2 separate regions of the Cricetulus griseus genome follow, and region 1 is linked to region 2. The links are chromatin contacts, called in public Hi-C maps. All regions are on one chromosome and are shown on one strand. The core of a region is the stretch at or near the end of the contact, and the rest is flanking DNA. Distances in the headings are between cores, read along the strand shown.

What was found. Hi-C and Micro-C count contacts between places; a contact is called where the count stands out from the background.
Region 1: a contact with region 2 is called in a Hi-C map of the CHO-K1 cell line, with 7 times the contacts expected there. The contact joins the enhancer-like site here to the promoter of Stxbp6 in region 2. A contact is called at or near these places in 2 of 8 Hi-C or Micro-C datasets (both in the CHO-K1 cell line).

Annotation. Positions count from the first base shown.
Region 1 is chr5:157,055,087-157,059,123 of CriGri-PICRH-1.0, forward strand. No RefSeq gene overlaps it. Among named protein-coding and RNA genes, the nearest start is that of Nrcam, 210 kb to the right of the region's middle. Within about 2 kb of position 1,330, at least 1 of the 6 cell types and tissues checked has open chromatin away from gene starts, as enhancers often do. A contact at or near this core is called in the CHO-K1 cell line, where this site is marked.
Region 2 is chr5:156,820,308-156,824,495 of CriGri-PICRH-1.0, forward strand. Stxbp6 (syntaxin-binding protein 6) reads left to right here and starts at 2,844. Exons shown (of 6, transcript XM_027419784.2): 1 at 2,844-2,962.

The DNA of each region.
Region 1 (4,037 bases), core at 80-2,579, 230 kb after region 2:
TCTTCACATCCCTTCAGAATATCCTGTGCCTGCCCCCCTTCAAGATGGAAGTTTGCCTCAGAGGAAGTTGCTATGGAACATGCCTTCTCTTCAAGTTTTCTGCCACAGTTTCTTCTATTTTCTGAGTCATGACTAGGCTCCATAGGCATTCAGGGTGACTGCAACAAAGGCCTATCCCAGTCCATGGCCCATCCCATGGGTCCTATGGAATGTGGTATAGAAATAGAACCCATGGTCATGCCTACTGGATTATGATTTAGCTGGCCATATATGTCACAATTATTCTCATACTTCCTCCATTAGGCATTTTAAATGGTACCAGTGCTTGCAGGTAGAGGGAAGATTTATTCGACAACACACAATTTCCCTTTCAGTCTGCCTCAAATGGCAGGTTGAAATGTCACACATCTATACTTAGATGGATATGTGTGCAGAAGACGGGGCTCATAGTCCCTTGAATCCCAGGTATCAATTGCCAACATTAGATATGGATGGAGCCTTTGTCCTATGCCATGTGTCACTGTTACTCTACCAACTTGGTTATTTGTCAGGTGACACAGAGATAAGCAAATGGAGCCCATGAATGCTTTCCGTGAACACTGAGGCAGGAGATTACAAATTCAAAAGAACATTCCTGTGTAAGCACTGATCATGTGTACCAAATGATCTGTTTAATTAAAACTTCGTCCTTTATTGCTGAAGCCTACAGTTTTCCTTAAATATGATCTTGTCATCTTTCCCTGGTTTTTGGAGAACAAAGAATACACTTTTATTCCACAGCACAGAGGCTTCCCTTTGAGTGCTTTCTGTATTAGGCCTGTTGATAACACTCAATGTTTGTAGACATGTTTACATCAGTCTGGAACATTTCAGTAAAGGACCCTCGCAATTTAGACAGAAAGAAAATGCCTGGGCATATATCTGGGGAATGCAGCTCAGCAGTAGAATGCTTGTCTAGTGTGAGGCCCAGGTTCCATTCCCACTACTGTGAGAAGAGGACAGAAGGAAATATGGGAGGGAGTAGAATGTAGAAATTCAAACACACACACACACACACACACACACACACACACACACACACACACACACACACACACCTCCATAAGAATAAACTATTGCCTTTCAAGTGAGGTGAGTTGGGGCAGGGCACCCCCTTGTGGTTATTCACAGAAATAGGGGGTTTGGGGGATAGCAAAGGGATACCATTGTCCAACCAATCTGCCCATCGAAATCCAGCAGCAGCTTTGTCACACTTGTGGCTTTGAAGGTGACTACATTTGTAAGAGCTGGATGACATAATGAATATACAGCCCTGTGCCTGCCACCTCCATGCTTAGTGTATGTCAGCTCTGAGTCAGTCTTTCCCAAAGCAATGACTTTGCAGGACTTTTGAGGCTGCTAGAAGTGGTGCTGGCTGCTGGACAGCACAGTTTCCTTCAGGCCATGTTGGCCCAGGTCATATGGGGCAGATGTTACCCAAGTCTCCCTGGCCATTTTTATGATCCTTTTACATTTCATAGACAGAAGCTCTAGCAAATGAGAGATAGCTGACCTAAGTGCTCAGTGGGGGCCACTTGCTCAAAGAAGCATCCAAAAAGGCTAAATGAATGAGAGAGAAATTCAACACTACACCTAGGGCACCAACCATGGGAATGGAAGTGAGCAGTTCGTGGTCTGGGAGATATTTTGACACATGCTTTGAGCAGGAATTCATGCCACTCTTTAAAGAATGTGTTCAAAAGCACTCTGCAGATGCATCTCCATGACTCCAAGGATGAAGAGAAGAACCTTCTCAGGCTACTTTCCCAAAGCCTATTGCTAGAACCATGGGCTCTACAAATTGAACTTAGTCTAAAGTGAAAATAGCCCTTAGAGGAAACAAAGGAAGCAACTAGATCTCACTAACATATATATTGGTGGTGACATCTCATTATGGAAGCATCTGGTGTATTCAACTAAAAGATAGTCCCAGGAAAACTATGGCAATGGCATAGTATTTCCACACAATTATAATGCTTTATTTATAAAATGGAAGCCTAGCATTATTATTAAGCTATTTGTAAAGAAGAATCCAGGCAAGAGGGATCAGGGCAGTTAGAACAGTAGGCCTGCCCCAACCAAAATCCCAAACTCCATCCCTCTACAGAGTATATTGTGTTACATTTCTCCACACTACAAGCTACTCAGACTTTCTTCTTGACAAAATATGTTGGTTTGAATCCTTAGCAGAAAACCTCCTGACTTTGACATTAGTGCTGTATCTTTAGACAAAATACAATTTGTCTGTATCTGGTTCTGTATGTCCCAAAGGGCAGGAATCTACACTGTGTCCACTTCGTGGGGGAAGTGACATGTGGTAGAGCTGTTGGGAGTTCATGGTGCTATGGAGGTGTAGATTTTGCAAATCCTACTCTTCACTGTCCCCTCCCAAAGCTCAGGGGATCCTTCTATGTACTATCACCTCTCTTCCTGTGAACCCATCCTAGTAGCAATGGTATCTAAATTTTCTTCCTTCAATCATAAGGAAAATAAAGACCCCTCCCAAATAAAGACACTTGCCATTATGGAATGTGGAGAACAATAGGGCATAGTCACAAATTATTCATGGAAGGCGACCATGGGTTTACAGTTCATTCCTAGGGTCAGGGAGAGGTTCAGACGATCCAAGGTCAAGGTACTGCATTGTACAGGACACAATGGAAGCAGAGTACCCTGAGACTACTGGTAATGCTGAGAGCCCTGACAGCCTCTTAGAGAAGCTGATGTTTACCCACCATGAAAATGTAAAAAAAAAGCAAAGTTTCAAAAACCTTCAGGTAAGTCACACATTCATATTCAAGAGCTGAACTGAGTGAGACACCTTCACCCATGTCACTGGACTGGTTTGTTTGTCTAAACAAACATTAGCTAACATAGAGCAAAGCACAGCAAAGGGCCAAGTATTGGAATTCACTAAGTAGAAGGGAAAGAGATTGTGGTTAATAAATTAATAAGGATCCCCTGAGTCAGGTTCTGACAGAAGATAACTAAAGACATCCAACCAATGGAGGACTCAGCGCCCCTCATCTGAACCTGTGAGTGCAGCACCAGTATCCCCATGGAACGTGGAAAGGCTAAAACCAGCTGTGGTGGTTTGAATGTAATTGGCCCCCATAATCTCATAAAGACCAGCACTATTTGGAGGTGAGGCTTTGTTGGAGGAAGTGTATCAATGTGGGGGTGGGCTTTGAGGCTTTCTATGCTCAGGATACTGCCCAGTGTCTCAGACAAGTTCCTGTTGCCTACAAAATGTAGGACTCTCAGCTACTACTCTAGCACTGTCTGCCTGCATGCTGCCATGCTCCTCACTATGATGATAATGGACTGAATCTCTGAACTGTAAGCCACCCCTATTTAATGTTTTCCTTTATAAGAGTTGCTGTGGTCATGGTGTCTCTTCACGGCGATAGAAACCTAACTAAGACACCAGCTTAGTTCCTCCTTGGGGGCACCAATCTGGCCTTACTTTCCCCTTGAGAGCAACAGGGAAAAGGACTAGAAGTGATGTAAGTGCCCTATTCTTCAAGTCTAAGGTTGAGATGGAGAAAGCTCTGACTTAATGTTCTCATTTTTTGTGGGCTCCTGATGATCCTCCATGGTCAGCCTCTCCCCTCAGATTCCATCATATGCCTTTTACCACCTGTCCCCTGAGGTTCCATTATATGCTTATGGTCCCCAGATATGGCAGGAGAGAATTCGAGCATGCTCCACACTATCCACTGGGGTCCTTCATGTCTGCTCTGTTTTTCCTCTTTTTCTAAGGAATAAAGCAAGAGAAGAAATGAAAGAGAAGGAGGAAATGAAGTGAGAGGAAAAGGTGAGAGGAGGAGAGGGGAAGGAAGAGAAGGGGCTCATACACAGTTCCCATATTTGCTTAGACCAAGAGAGCCCTATGTCTAAATTCAACCAAGACCATGAGCAATTGCTACCTCATTACTCACTGGCTGTAATTGCCTGGCCACTTCAAGCATGTCAGGCTCTTTTGCACTTGAGAACCT
Region 2 (4,188 bases), core at 1,594-4,093:
TCTGAGCTCTTTTATATTGTGTTTTAAAAAAATAGCATTTGTTATTTACTCAAGCAAATTTTAAAGTGTGATTATTTTAAAATTTAAGCAGAGAGACAAAGTCCAAAGTTCAGTCTCCAATGCACACACACACACACACACACACACACACACACACACACACACTAAAGGCAAGCAAAATATTTTACTTGTGAGCCCCTCCCTATATAAATGTTTACATCCTGTTCTTGTTCTTGATGGCATTATTATTATGACTTTTAAAACAATAATTCTTAGGAACTAGAGGAGGTACAACAGAGACCCGGAAGATTTTGATGATGGAAACTTTTATTTATTTTGCAAATATTTGTAACTACCTGTTTGCGATCGGTCCTAGCCTAGGTACTTCCTCACTTCCAAAACTTCTGGAAAGCTTCTGTGTAAACACTCAAGCATTTTTTCCCTCCTTTGAGAGTTCTGCATGCTTAAAATACTTCCAATAGATAAAGGGTAGTCTGTTCTCTCTGAAAGGAGCAATTGGTGAGCTCATCTGTAAAGAGACTTAGCACACAGCACTGAGGTAAGCGCCGGGTGTCTAGCTGAAGCAGCCACTAAGCTGACAAACTGTTCATGAGTTAGATGGCACTTTGTACAGACGGCAGTCATCTTGTCTAGACTTTCAATACTGAGGCAGAGAGGGAAAAAAATAAAAATTCAGGTGGTGAGGAAGAAGAGTGAGGCTGACAATAGAAACTTATCAGAGGATCTTAGTAAACAAAATAGTTGAATTACTCAGAAATTGATTCCAAAGTTTTCTTGGCAATATTCCAAATATTAAAAATGCTTCTCAAATGAATGAGGTTTGCTTTTTCGGACAACTTTTGTAATGCAGCAAAGACTTTTTATGTCTAACTTAATACATGATGATCACAGACTGCTTTCTCATTGCATAAACTCTCATTATTTAAAAAAACCATAAACACAGCAGGGCGTTGGTGGCACATACCTTTAATCCCAGCACTCGGGAGGCAGAGGCCGGCCCATCTCTGTGATTTGAGGCCAGCCTGGATAGGCTCCAAAGCTACACAGAGAAACCCTGTCTCGAAAACAAAAAAACCAAAACAAAACAAAACAAAAAACATGAACACCACACATCACATCTAAATCTCTCATAACTAATGAGAACTGTCTTCTATTTCACAGATGAGGGAAATGTAGCTTGGAAGAGAAGCCACCTGCTCACCGTAACTCCTGATGGAGGATGGCTGGGATTGTACCAAAAGCCCTGAATATTCCTTTTTGGTTAAGAAGTTACCCAACCATGTCTCTTTCCAGATTGGCAGAATGTGATGGCTTTTTCAGGGAGATGCTTCTGATTTTCATAAAACAGTGATCATGTCATAAGCAAATCCTGCTCTTTCCTTCCCACGTACATTCCTACCTACTGCTTAACATGTCTTCCCAGAAGAGTCATCTTTGGATTATACAGTGTGTGTGTGTGTGTGTGTGTGTGTGTGTGTGTGTGTGTGTGTGTGTGTGTCTCAGTTCTCTTAATGTACTCTTGCCAATTTTACTCCAGCTAACTAGGACCTGGATGAGATAGGACACAAAACAGAAAGGTTGGCCAAAGAACTCGGTAATCAGAGTGAAGTTTTAATGCAGTATTTAAAAAGAAAGAAATCAATGCAAAAATGCATGATAAAAATATCAAAATTGTAAATAAAGGCAGGACTGATACTATGCGGGCTTGGGCTTCCCTTTGCTTCAGACTCTAAAATGCCTTTAAGGGACTCTAGCAGCTAGAACGATTCCCGTTTATCTTGCAGTGACCTCCCACTCAGGTGTTTATACTCCTTAAATGTCCTCAAAGTTAGTTGTCAAAGCCCCTTTCCGCATTAGTTCCCTCTTTGAATGCACCAGCGTTATCTCTGGCTCTGTTCTATCAGGAAAACCTATTTCCCCCTTGCACTTTGAAGGCAATCTGAATCATCTTGGATACTTTCCAGTACCTTCCTAAACCATCGTGGGCAGGCACTCAGCACCTCTTTCACAGAGCTCTGGTTCAAACTGGCTGAGCAGCCACTGGACCTAGCTAAGGGTTTTGGTCTAGACTCCAGAGAGTTGTTATTATTATTTTTTTCTTTTTAATTCTCTAGCAAGATTCAATAACCAAGGTATTTTGCATGAAAAAAGCTACATATCAATCACTTATTTATGAAATAAAATCCGCAAACTCAGGTCTAATTTTTTCATGCTAGCCTAGGGCATTTCCAGCAGGACAGCTGTGCTGTCTCTTAAGCTGGCCTGGCCCCCTCCCTCTGCTTCACTCCTTTACTGAGAGTGCCAGGCCCCATTAGCTTTTGCATTTTGTCACCTCTAGGTAAGCTTGGGACTGAATAAAACCCCACCTGCTGGGCCCACATTCCTGTAGCACGTTTTCTGGTTGTTCACTGAGTGCTGGCTTGCAGCGGTTCACAGAATCAGCCCATCTTTCCAGCCTACAAACTTCTCACAACCCGGTGCGACTCTTACTGCCTGGCCCTCCCTGACCCGCGTCTCCCGGCCTTCCTCCATTTGTCCCCTGGGCTCCCGGCCTGAGGCCCAGCCCCGAGCCCTGGGCCACTACCGATCTTTGCCCCGGGCCAGGGCGCAATGGCTCGCCCACGGCCGCACTGGGCATGCTCATAGGCAGCGGCGGGGGCAGGTTGGCTTCGCTAGCTCGCACTCGCGGCAGCCGGCTGGCGCGAGGCTGCAGCTGGAGCTCTGGTGCCGGGACTTGGAGTTGCCAGGAGTTTCCCCGACCCCTCCCTCCTCGCCGCGGGAGCCGCGCGGGAGCGGCGAGCAGCGACCAGCCAGCAGCTGAGCCGGGCCAGCGTGGTCCGCAGCCCCCATCTCTGCGCGGGGCAGCCGCGGGGGAGCACTGTCTCCGGTTGGGACGCGTGCCGTGCACTAGGCACCGCCCGAGCACGAGCCAGGCTGCACGGTAGGCTCCGGGCGCGGGGAGGCCAGGCCACCCGGCGTACAGTGGCAGCTACCGCAGCCGCCAGCTGCGATGCGCGCCGCGGGGCAGGAGGCGAGGGTAGGCGCGCTGAGAGCTGCGCGGGCAAGTTGGGGGGCGGCGGGAAGAGGGGGCTATACGCCTGGCGCCGCTGCTTGGTGCGCGCGGAAAGGGGTCTGGGTCGCTGATTCTCCCCCAGCCCGGGACCGGGAGTGCGAGCAAGATTGACCACAGCCTAGAGGGCAGATTCCTTTGAGAAAGTTGGTGGTGGAGCCCTCAGGTCTGCGCTGCCGGCTTGGCAGAAAGGCCCCCAAGGGTGCCGCCTGGAGGCTCGGTTTAGGGAGAACTCAGTGGGTCCCTGAACCCCTAACCAGGGCTCTCTCCGCTGAAATCAGCGAATCACCCCAATCTATGAATCCTGTTATCTCCAGGAAGATCTTTGCTGCCAAAACTGAGGCGGGTACTTCTTGCTGGGCGGGCTTCCGGCCCCCATTTGCCTCCGGACTTACCCTAAGAGGTGGTCGGGGGCTAGGTCAAGGCCTCTGGGCTCCGTTTTTTTTTTTCTTTTTTTTTTTTCCCCAGAGCGCTCCAGAATCTGTCCCACACATATGGCGGGTCAGCGTGGTTGGTTAGAGTAGATGCATGTTTTGCTCCCCCTCCCCACCCCCAACTTTCCTGAGGTTTCCATCATCACAGACCCCAGGACCCAAAGGTCAGTTAGAGAGTTTGAATGGCGCACAGTTCTTTAGGAGGAGTGCATGGGAGCTTGTTTGCCTTGGACTTCATAACAAGCCTCTCCCCTTACTTTGTGGGAAGGAACAAAGCCGGAGGGGTAGAGGACTGTCTGCTTCCTTACATCGTCTCCTAAGGTCTTCTGGTTGACTCCGAGGCCCTGGAACTAGCTGGGTACATATGGCAAGGATGTCGCGGATGTCCATGATTCTCCTGGCTCCACTTTTTTCACTTCTTGTTTTGAGTTTTAGGGTTTTGCCTACACACCAGTCAGAGCAGAGTTGTCATAAAAGGGTGGGGTGTCGGGGAAGGTGGAGGAGCCCGGTTGAAGTGTGTGGAGGCGTTTCAGCCCAGGGTCTGAGTGGTTGTTTGCCTTGCCTAGGAGGCTGCTATGGGAAGAAGTCCAGCGTGATTATGCAGGCTAGAAATAAGCATCTCCCTCTTTCTTCTGTTCTTTTCCTTTTATATTTTCTCTTCTT